Linked DNA regions of Mus musculus: all the other regions are linked to region 1. A link is a contact called in public HiChIP or PLAC-seq and promoter capture Hi-C data. All regions are on one chromosome and are shown on one strand. Each heading gives the region's core, a stretch centred on a gene start, on an enhancer-like site or on the middle of the called end of the contact. The rest is flanking DNA. Distances are from core to core; before and after follow the strand shown. Region 1 holds the start of Eri3 (exoribonuclease 3). Region 2 overlaps Rnf220 (ring finger protein 220). Region 3 overlaps Rnf220 (ring finger protein 220).

Region 1 (2,717 bases), core at 56-2,555:
ACGAATGGGCCAATCCAGGTTAATGTTTATGTAACGATAAGAAGAAGAAGCTCCAGTTTTAGTTCCAAGATTTGGGGACAGGCAATCGTGGCTCTCCTTTTCTCAGTTGGGGTGAGTGATATCTGTCTCTGTTGCAGTTTACTCCTTCATTTGTCAGAAACACATTATTGCATAGCTGCTCTATGACTGACACCATACTGGGTATAAGCCATGCAGCATGAACAATATGGAAATGAATAGCTATCTTAAACGAGTTTCAATTCCTGGGAGAGAGATGGCAGGGAGACAATTGTAAAGTGCTGTGCTCAGTTCTGTAGGTTCACAGTAGAACCATCTAACCCATTATGTGCATGAGATTAAAGAAGGCATTCTCTGATATGGGGATTACAGGCATTTCCAGCTCAGGCAGGAACCATTATATTAAGATCTCAGAGGTGGCAGGGTCCAGAACTGATATTAGCTGTCTTAAAGGAAAATAGCAGGTGGCAGACAGAGGAGCTTGGTAACTGAAGATGGCTCCTAAGATGGATCTGACTGAGAGGCTGTCAAAATCACCAGTGGCTTAAGACTGATGCTTCCCATTTCATAACGTGGATTCCCAGAGAAGCACAGCTAAGATGGAGACACTCACCCATCGCTTTAGGTGAAGTTCTCCCCAGCTGCCTGGAGAGACTGACTGTGAAAGACCCACTACAGCTATGGCCAGAAACCTTGTTAACCCTGACAGTTCCTCTGAGGGCCTCAACAAGCCAGAAGCTTCCTCCTCAGAAAGGCCCTTCAGAAATCTCAGCATTTTCTTTTTAGCTGAATTCGCCTCCCTTCTTTCCAGATTTCCCTCAGGCCCGCATCAGAAAGTAGATAACGATTACTTGTTGACAATGAATCACAGAAAAGTGTCGCCTAAAGAGAATGTCTCCTAAGCCCATACTCACCGAATGCCTACAGTCAAGGTGGGGAAAATAAGTAGAGCATCTGGGTCATTTTAGGCCTGACGAAGATTTCGGGTTATTTTATTATTATCATTTATTTATTTTTTAAGAAAACCCCTTTCACTGTTTAGAAGTGACCCTCCCTTTCTCTTTTGAATACGTGGCTCCTCTAAACTACAAGTCCCACAAGGCCCAGAGCCAACGGTCACCATCTTGACACACCTTAACGCGCATGTCGGCGGGAGAGAGAGCGTTTGGAGAGAAGAAGCCCCGCCTTACTCCAGCTCATTGGCCAAAGGCGCTAGCAGCGGGCTCAGCGGTTGGCTACCACGCCCGCCCGTCCACCGCGTCGGTCGGGGTCAGAGTGCGCGGAGGTGAGTCGGTGTGTTGTGGACTCGTGGTGCTGGCTGCCGCTGTTGAGGCTGCCTGGAACGGGCTGTGGGAAGCGGGCGGAGCTGGCCCTGCTTCTGCCTGGCCAGCGCCGCAGGCGGCGCGGGCCGTGCCCGCTGCCGTCAACTGCCCGGAGCGTCTGCTGAGGCCGAGGGAGACGCCGGGGCCTGCACCTGGAGAGAGCCTGCCGTGCTGGCCCGGAGGAGGGGGCGTTGCCATGGCGACAGCCTCTCCGGCAGCTGACGGGGGGCGGGGGCGGCCCTGGGAAGGAGGGCTGGTCTCCTGGCCCCCTGCCCCTCCCCTTACGCTTCCCTGGACCTGGATGGGCCCGAGCTGGGGGCAACACCCTGGGGTGGGTGAGATTGAGAGGGCCCCCAGCTTGGGCCCTGGTTAATGCATGCGGGGTGTGGGTCGTGGCGCGCACACTTAAGGAGCCTGGGATTCTGGCCTGGTGCTCACCCTGGATGTTAGAACTCTGGGCGAAGGGATAGCTGGGGAGGGCGGTGGGGGAGCTCGGCTTTGCGAGAGAGACTGGGTGAGTTGATGAAAGGGCCTGGTTTGAGATTTCTGGAGAAGGAGAGAGGTTTGACCAGATAAAGTAGAAGATTAAGGAATTATTTATAGACTACCCCCTCCGCATCTTGGCACAGGCACACATGCTAGCACTTTACTTCCTTGTAAGTCACAAGCTGTGGGTAATAATGGTGGACAGAGGTGGACAGAGTGGAGAAAGAGCCTTAACCCAGGTAGCTTTTTGTATGTCTTTATTGCAAGTGGTCCAGCAACAGGTGTCTTCTTAAAACAAAGAAAGCATGACTTGGGTTGAGTTCTTGTGAAATGTCAGCTGCTCGACGTTGGCCTGGAAGATGCTGGGTATGGGGCCCCTCATCTGGAGATACAGAGCTTGCCCCTCAGGCTGGATTTCGCAATGACTGGGGCCAATAATTGTCTCTGACCATTTTTGTGGCTTGCATTTGCTAGTGCATTTCATTGGTTTCCCAGCCCAAGGGCAGCAAAACATGAATCCCATTGGCCAAAGACTAAGCTATTTAACTGTAGTAGATTGTGATTGGCCGAATGATTTTTGACTGTAGAGTTTGTACCAGAAAACTGGCTTCATCAAATTCAGCTTTATTCTGACTTTATCATACACAGTATACCTTGTTTTAGTGGGCTCGGTCTTGGACCTTAAGTATATTATACTTGAATCGCCCACCATTTAAAAGCCAATTTATAACAGTGACTTGGAGTGTGACTCCACTAATGTATGCCTGTGATCTTGGTTAGAAACCCACTTGGCTGCCTGTCGGCAGGTGCTGCCTGGGGGAAGGGAGCTGCCGGGAAGTGATTGATAAGGTTTCCTTTATGGATTCTGTGGTGCTTCACTGGAGCTCAGAG
Region 2 (2,717 bases), core at 162-2,661, 200 kb before region 1:
TTTCCACTTATATCTGCGTGGCTGTCTCTGGATTTGAGGGTGTTGCCTCTGAATCTCAGGATTTCTTTTAAACAACAGCTGCTCCCCTCAAACCAGTCCAACTCAGGAAGGCTAGATTCTCCCCAGGTCTCTTCAAAGATATCTTGAGAAGGGCTATGGTAAAGACCTCCATGGCCTTCATGGTACTGGGCACTTTCCTTGTCATTCTCAGGGTCTCTAGGTTTGTCCCTGCTATGAGTGACCAGCCTTGCCTAGAGCAGGAGAAAAGGTCCCTTTGAGTTCCAAGACTGGCTGGGGCTATACTGCTAGCTTTTGTCCATGTCCAAGGATCCCACACAGCAGGGATCTCACCCTCTCGCTATGCCCGAAGAAGGGTCAGTGAAATCTGCAAGTCTCAATTTGCTCAAAATAACCCTTATCCAAGCTTTTGTTCAGCCTTTTCCTGAGTCCCAATCAAAAACATCCTACCTCCTGCACCCTGCGAAAGGACTCGGACCCACCCACCGCATCCATTCCAAGAGCTAGGATTTCAGGAAAGAAACCTGGATAATGTCCAAGAACAATCCTGCCAGCTTCTCTCTGCCCTTAGCCACCTCTGGCTTTCCCTGCTCTTTAGATACAAGACCTTTAGGAAGAACATTCTGGGAGGCCTTGGCAGGAGCCAGGCCTGGGTCTGTGGAGCTGGGCTGGCTAAGTTTCTGCCCTCTGAAAACAAAGAACAAGAGAGAAAACACTAGGTGATGACCTGTAAATGACCATAGTGACCTTCTGATCAGAGGTCACAGGGGTGACCTCCAAGGGTATTGCTGTGTCTCCCCTAGCTGGGACAAGCTTTCACAAGCCTTGTGTCTCTCCCTCGGGGAAGTCTATACATTAACAACTGCCTTCCAAATTGAGGGTAATGTCCGGACTCCTGCACTGGATCCCTTGTAACAGCTGGGCCATGGCTCCCCAGCGCATTTTAGATCCACACAGCACGTCTGGAGAAATCCAACCCGAGACTCCTATCCTCAATGCCAAGCCATTTCTAGAGAAATAAGGAATCGGATGGATTCTGATGGTTGGTTAGGATGACTCCCCACTGCAGAGCCTGTCTTCTGGAGTTTTGTATGCCCTGCAGCCTGGAGCCTTAGCAGGCTTAGCTTTCGAGGAGCTGAGCACTGCTACACTACACTTAGTCTGGCTCTCCTGGGTGCAAGCCTCCCACCTCGGTCACTTTCCTTGTTGAGCCAACAGCTCGATCTTGATCTCTTGAACTAGAAGGTCGACTCTAGAGGGGCCTTCACTGAAAGCCAATGCTAATCTGGTTAGGGCCTGGCTGGGCCCTGAGCTCCCTCCATAGGACCAAGTGCAAGTGAAAAAATGCCAATTACCAGATGACAAAAAGGGTCCCTGCCCCTGGGGAAGGGCAAGCTACTGGGAGGGAAGGGAGGGGCACGGTAACTGAACACCTTGCCGGAAATAGCTCCTATCAGTCCACTTAGAGAGCCATCAGCCCAGCAGATTTATGGGCAGCGTGTGCCCCTCTGATAGATCGGACTATTTAAAGGCAGCCGAAGCCTCAATTTATATCAATGTGAGCGGAGAGGGAGGGTGAGGGGCTTCGAGGTGGGGGATGAAAAGCCATTGGGGGCCAGCCCCAGGCGGGATCAAGGCTATCATACTGGCCTTGGAGAAGAGATAAGGCCAGAAGAATGGGGTCACAGGGCGAGAACAGCATCCTGGTCAAATCCCATTGGTATTCAGGGAAGCCAGAACATGCCAGCATCCCAGTTCTTCCTGCAGCACCTCTCTGAACCCCACCCCAGTCTCTCAGCAAGCCCTTCAGTGAAGGTGGGCAGTTCCTGCTAACGCCAAGTGCAACAGTTCATTGGATTTCCAGTGGGGGGTGGGGGGTGGGGGGACCTCCACCTCCCCAGCTGCGGGGCATGCTTGCCCTCCTCACAACCTCCCCCTTGCCTGAGCTGAGGGAGAAGGACAGGGTAATTGTGTTAGGCTGGGGGCATTAGCAGCTGAGGAATGGGCCTGCTTGCCTCCTGCCCGCTCATCCCCAGCCTATACTTCCCGGGGGCAGATTAAGCAGTTCCCATTGCTCTCCCTAGCTCTGCCTGGGCCTCCTCCATAACTCTATTACCCACTAGGTGGGTGCTTGCCCCACCGGTGGTGGTCCCTCTGATAATTCACCTCCCAGGAAACTCTGCCTTTCTGACCTCTCCCTGCCTCCTTCCTCAGTCCCTTCTGACCAACCTCAGGCTTCCTTGGCTCCCCCCCGACCCCCCACCCCCCAGCGCTTCCGTGTCTACACCAACTGGCCTTATTCTCTCGGTTTCATGGGAAATTGCTATTTAGCAACAGTCCTAGGCACAGGACCAACACGCACTATTGGCTTTGTGGGTTCCGGGCTGATAGTGCGTCCACTCATTCACATATTCACAGAGCACATTATAGGGTCAGAGCCTCACACTAGTGCCGGGGTCACAGAGTTGGTTCCCTAAAGTCCTTGCACTATGGGACCTTAGAACCCAAGGGGCAGATAAGTTCAACCAAGACTGTTGTTTTTCCTTCTGTCTTCCCTTCCTTCTCTCTCAAATAAACTTTAGCCATTTTAAGCTTCCATTAGTTTACTGCGGTGGAAAGTATGCACATGTGTGTATCACAGCACATGTGTGGAAGGCAGCCTGAGGGAGTCAGCTCTCTCTGTCCACCATGTAATGTGG
Region 3 (2,717 bases), core at 76-2,575, 170 kb before region 1:
CTGGTATACACAGCAGCAAACAAGAGTCCCTTTTTCAAACAGGCGGAAGGTGGGACCCACACCTGTCTTTTAATCTCTACATAGGAGCGATTGTGTGCGCACTCATGCACACGCACACGCATACACATGCATACACGTATGTGTACAAGTACACATAAGATAAAGACCCGCTGTGCATCATGGCTGGGTCTCACTGCTACTTGCAGGACTTGTGCATGGTGTGTACACATAAGATCAAAAAGAAAAACGCAGAAAAGGGAAATTTTTCTTTTAGTTTGGTGACTGGAAGTGGAACTGGGCTCCCAGCATGGTCATTGGGTATGTTCAGATCAAGGCTTGAAGACCTGTTTGACCACTATCAAATTTGAAGGTCTGATGTAGGAAGGGATTGGTTGTAGACCAAGCAACCATGCAAGGGAGTCTCTTTCTCTCTCTCTCTCTCTCTCTCTCTCTCTCTCTCTCTCTCTCTCTCTGTATACCAAGGGATAGATGGGAGAGAGAGATAAAGGGGAAGGCAGGACAGAGCTAGTGAGATAAACACTGTCATGGGCCGTTTCTATCATGTACTCACAAGAGCATAATAAAGCCCTTGTAATATACTAGAACTTGTGTGGTCCCGGGGCCTCATTTGCATACTAATTACTGAGTGCAAATGGGACCGAGGGGTAGGGAGGAAGGGTGGGGGAGGCATGCAGGGAGCGAGGGGCCTGGACTGTTTGCTCTGCCATTTCATATCATGCTAACAAGCTAATCCGGCGTGCAGTTAGCTCCTGATATATAACTGCTCATTAGTATTATAATAAAGTACATGAAACAACCATAAAACGTTATATACTGCACAAGTGTTGTTTTCTTGCCAATTATCTGCAGGCGGATTTATCACCACAGTTGTTTCGAATTCCCCTTGGTGAGGTTTGGGCGGAATAAAGAAAGGTGTTGGTGGCGGCGGCAGCAGAGGGGGGCCTTTTTGAGGGGCAGACCATGTGTTTTCTTAAGTAGCACTTACTGATGCGCCATTTCATGAGAGTGAAGCTACAGAGATCCATCCTTCCCATCTCCACAGTCTAGCAGCTCCAGAGAAAGGAGGAGAGAGAGAGCTGAGGCTTGCAGGCCCATGGCTTTTGGGGTGACTCAGAACCCCCGGGTGCAGAGTCTGTGTCTATTTAGTGGGGTCTTACAGAGCCACATGGAAGGTGCCTGCCTGTTCAGGAGCAGAGCTCAGAATAGCTTTACTCCTGCAGCTTTCTCCCTATAGTGCGCCCATGGTGATCTCTACCCCGGGCTCTGGTGTCTCCACCCAAGGCTTCCTGGAGATCAGCAGGTCCTTGGAGACTCCTGTTTGACCTCTGTAGTCTCAGGGCCATCCAGACACACCCAGCAAGTGAGAGATCTGACTTTACCTCCCTGGCTAATATAAGACAGGCCTTCCCTGGGCTTTCCTGGGATAGGAAAAGGCTTCGGGGCCCCCGCTGTGCATCATGGCTGGGTCTCACTGCAACTGCGCAAAGCAGGACTTGTGCATGGTGTGTCACAACCTCATGGGAAGGACTCATGCACAAGGAAAACCACTAGTTCCCACAGCCTGTCAGGAATCGGTTGTGGGACCCAAGAAGCCAGTTCTTCAAAGGCTGCTCCTGATTGGAAGTCTCACCCAGGCCCTGTACAGCCGGCCTTCCTCATCTGCAAGGGACCCTCACCTTTGGTAAGTGGTGGATCTTACTAGGAGCTGAATGGACACAGTCAGTGACACAAGGCTTTGTGCTGTGTCAGGGATAGGAGTGGGGATCAGAAAACAGGCTAACCTTAAGGGCTGAGGATCAACCTCTGAGAGTCATCTGCCTCTTAGTGAGCCAGGATAGATCTCCTTATTCACAAGTGACAGCCACATTTTAAGACCATTTTGTCTTGGACTCTGAGCTCCTTGCAAGCACCCTCATAGTAAACGCATTTCCCAGAAGAACCCACCTCCTCCAGGGACGGTGCACCTAAGAATAGAGGGGATACACAGTACCCTAAGCTTGGCTACTCTTCAGTTGTCCTTGGTCACATACCACCTGCTCAACCCAATTGCTTTTTTCCATCTTTGAATAACTAAAAAAGCCTCACATCTAAAATATTTAGTGTATTTCTATCCCAGATATGTTTCTTTGTTGCCTTAGCTCTTTATATCTTTTAAATTAAAGTAATTAATTGATCTTTTTTTTTTTTTTTGAGACTGGGTTTCACTCTATAACCAAAGCTGGCCTGAACTCAATCTTCCTATTCTCAAGTGCCGGGATGACAGTTGTGTGTTAATATCATTACACCTGCCTCACACACTATGTGTGCTTGAGTGTGTAGGATAGGGAAGGTTCTTAGATAGCTCCCGGTAGCCTCAAATTCCCTATGTAGGTGAGGGTGGACTTGAACTTCCGATCCTTCTGCCTCCCTGAGGGCTGGGATCACACAGGGATTGAGCCAGGGTTTGTGCACGTTAGACCAGCACATCGCCAACCAAGCTACATCCCCAGGTTTCTCTACACTTTAGAGTCTACCCGTCCACATCCAACCACAGATGTCCACAGAGGTGACCATTTGACTGTGGAGCTTTGACACTCAGGATTTAGGCTGATGATGACAGTTCTCTCCTACTTACAATTGCAAATTTTATGACTGAGTCATTCCGAAGGCACCGTGATGACAACGGTGATAAGGAAGTATTCCATATTTGGTGATCT

What was found. Promoter capture Hi-C pulls out the DNA fragments that hold promoters and counts their contacts. HiChIP or PLAC-seq counts read pairs in DNA pulled down with a chosen protein or histone mark.
Region 2: a contact with region 1 is called in a promoter capture Hi-C map of embryonic stem cells, with 2.0 times the contacts expected there. The contact joins the enhancer-like site here to the promoter of Eri3 in region 1. A contact is called at or near these places in 11 of 39 promoter capture datasets (the 3T3-L1 cell line, 3T3-L1-derived adipocytes, the C10 cell line and 8 more), 1 of 484 Hi-C or Micro-C datasets (bone marrow-derived macrophages), 4 of 115 datasets of contacts at active chromatin or transcription factors (craniofacial prominence, embryonic stem cells, epiblast stem cells and 1 more) and 3 of 9 other capture datasets (adipose tissue, liver and pancreatic islet).
Region 3: a contact with region 1 is called in an H3K27ac HiChIP or PLAC-seq map of embryonic stem cells, with 7 read pairs. The contact joins the enhancer-like site here to the promoter of Eri3 in region 1. A contact is called at or near these places in 5 of 39 promoter capture datasets (cranial neural crest, embryonic stem cells, hematopoietic stem and progenitor cells and 1 more), 3 of 484 Hi-C or Micro-C datasets (embryonic fibroblasts and embryonic stem cells), 7 of 115 datasets of contacts at active chromatin or transcription factors (bone marrow-derived macrophages, embryonic brain, embryonic forebrain and 3 more) and 3 of 9 other capture datasets (adipose tissue, liver and pancreatic islet).

The regions. Positions count from the first base shown.
Region 1 is chr4:117,549,060-117,551,776 of GRCm38.p6, forward strand. It overlaps Eri3 (exoribonuclease 3), which reads left to right and starts at 1,306. Exons shown (of 9, transcript NM_080469.4): 1 at 1,306-1,671. The coding sequence starts at 1,537.
Region 2 is chr4:117,351,755-117,354,471 of GRCm38.p6, forward strand. The region is part of intron 2 of Rnf220 (ring finger protein 220); the gene reads right to left. Among named protein-coding and RNA genes, the nearest start is that of Gm40231, 34 kb to the left of the region's middle. Within about 2 kb of position 1,412, at least 21 of the 459 cell types and tissues checked have an H3K27ac peak or open chromatin away from gene starts, as enhancers often do. A contact at or near this core is called in embryonic stem cells, where this site is marked.
Region 3 is chr4:117,379,351-117,382,067 of GRCm38.p6, forward strand. All of the region lies in intron 2 of Rnf220 (ring finger protein 220), which reads right to left. Among named protein-coding and RNA genes, the nearest start is that of Gm40231, 61 kb to the left of the region's middle. Within about 2 kb of position 1,326, at least 20 of the 459 cell types and tissues checked have an H3K27ac peak or open chromatin away from gene starts, as enhancers often do. A contact at or near this core is called in embryonic brain and embryonic stem cells, where this site is marked.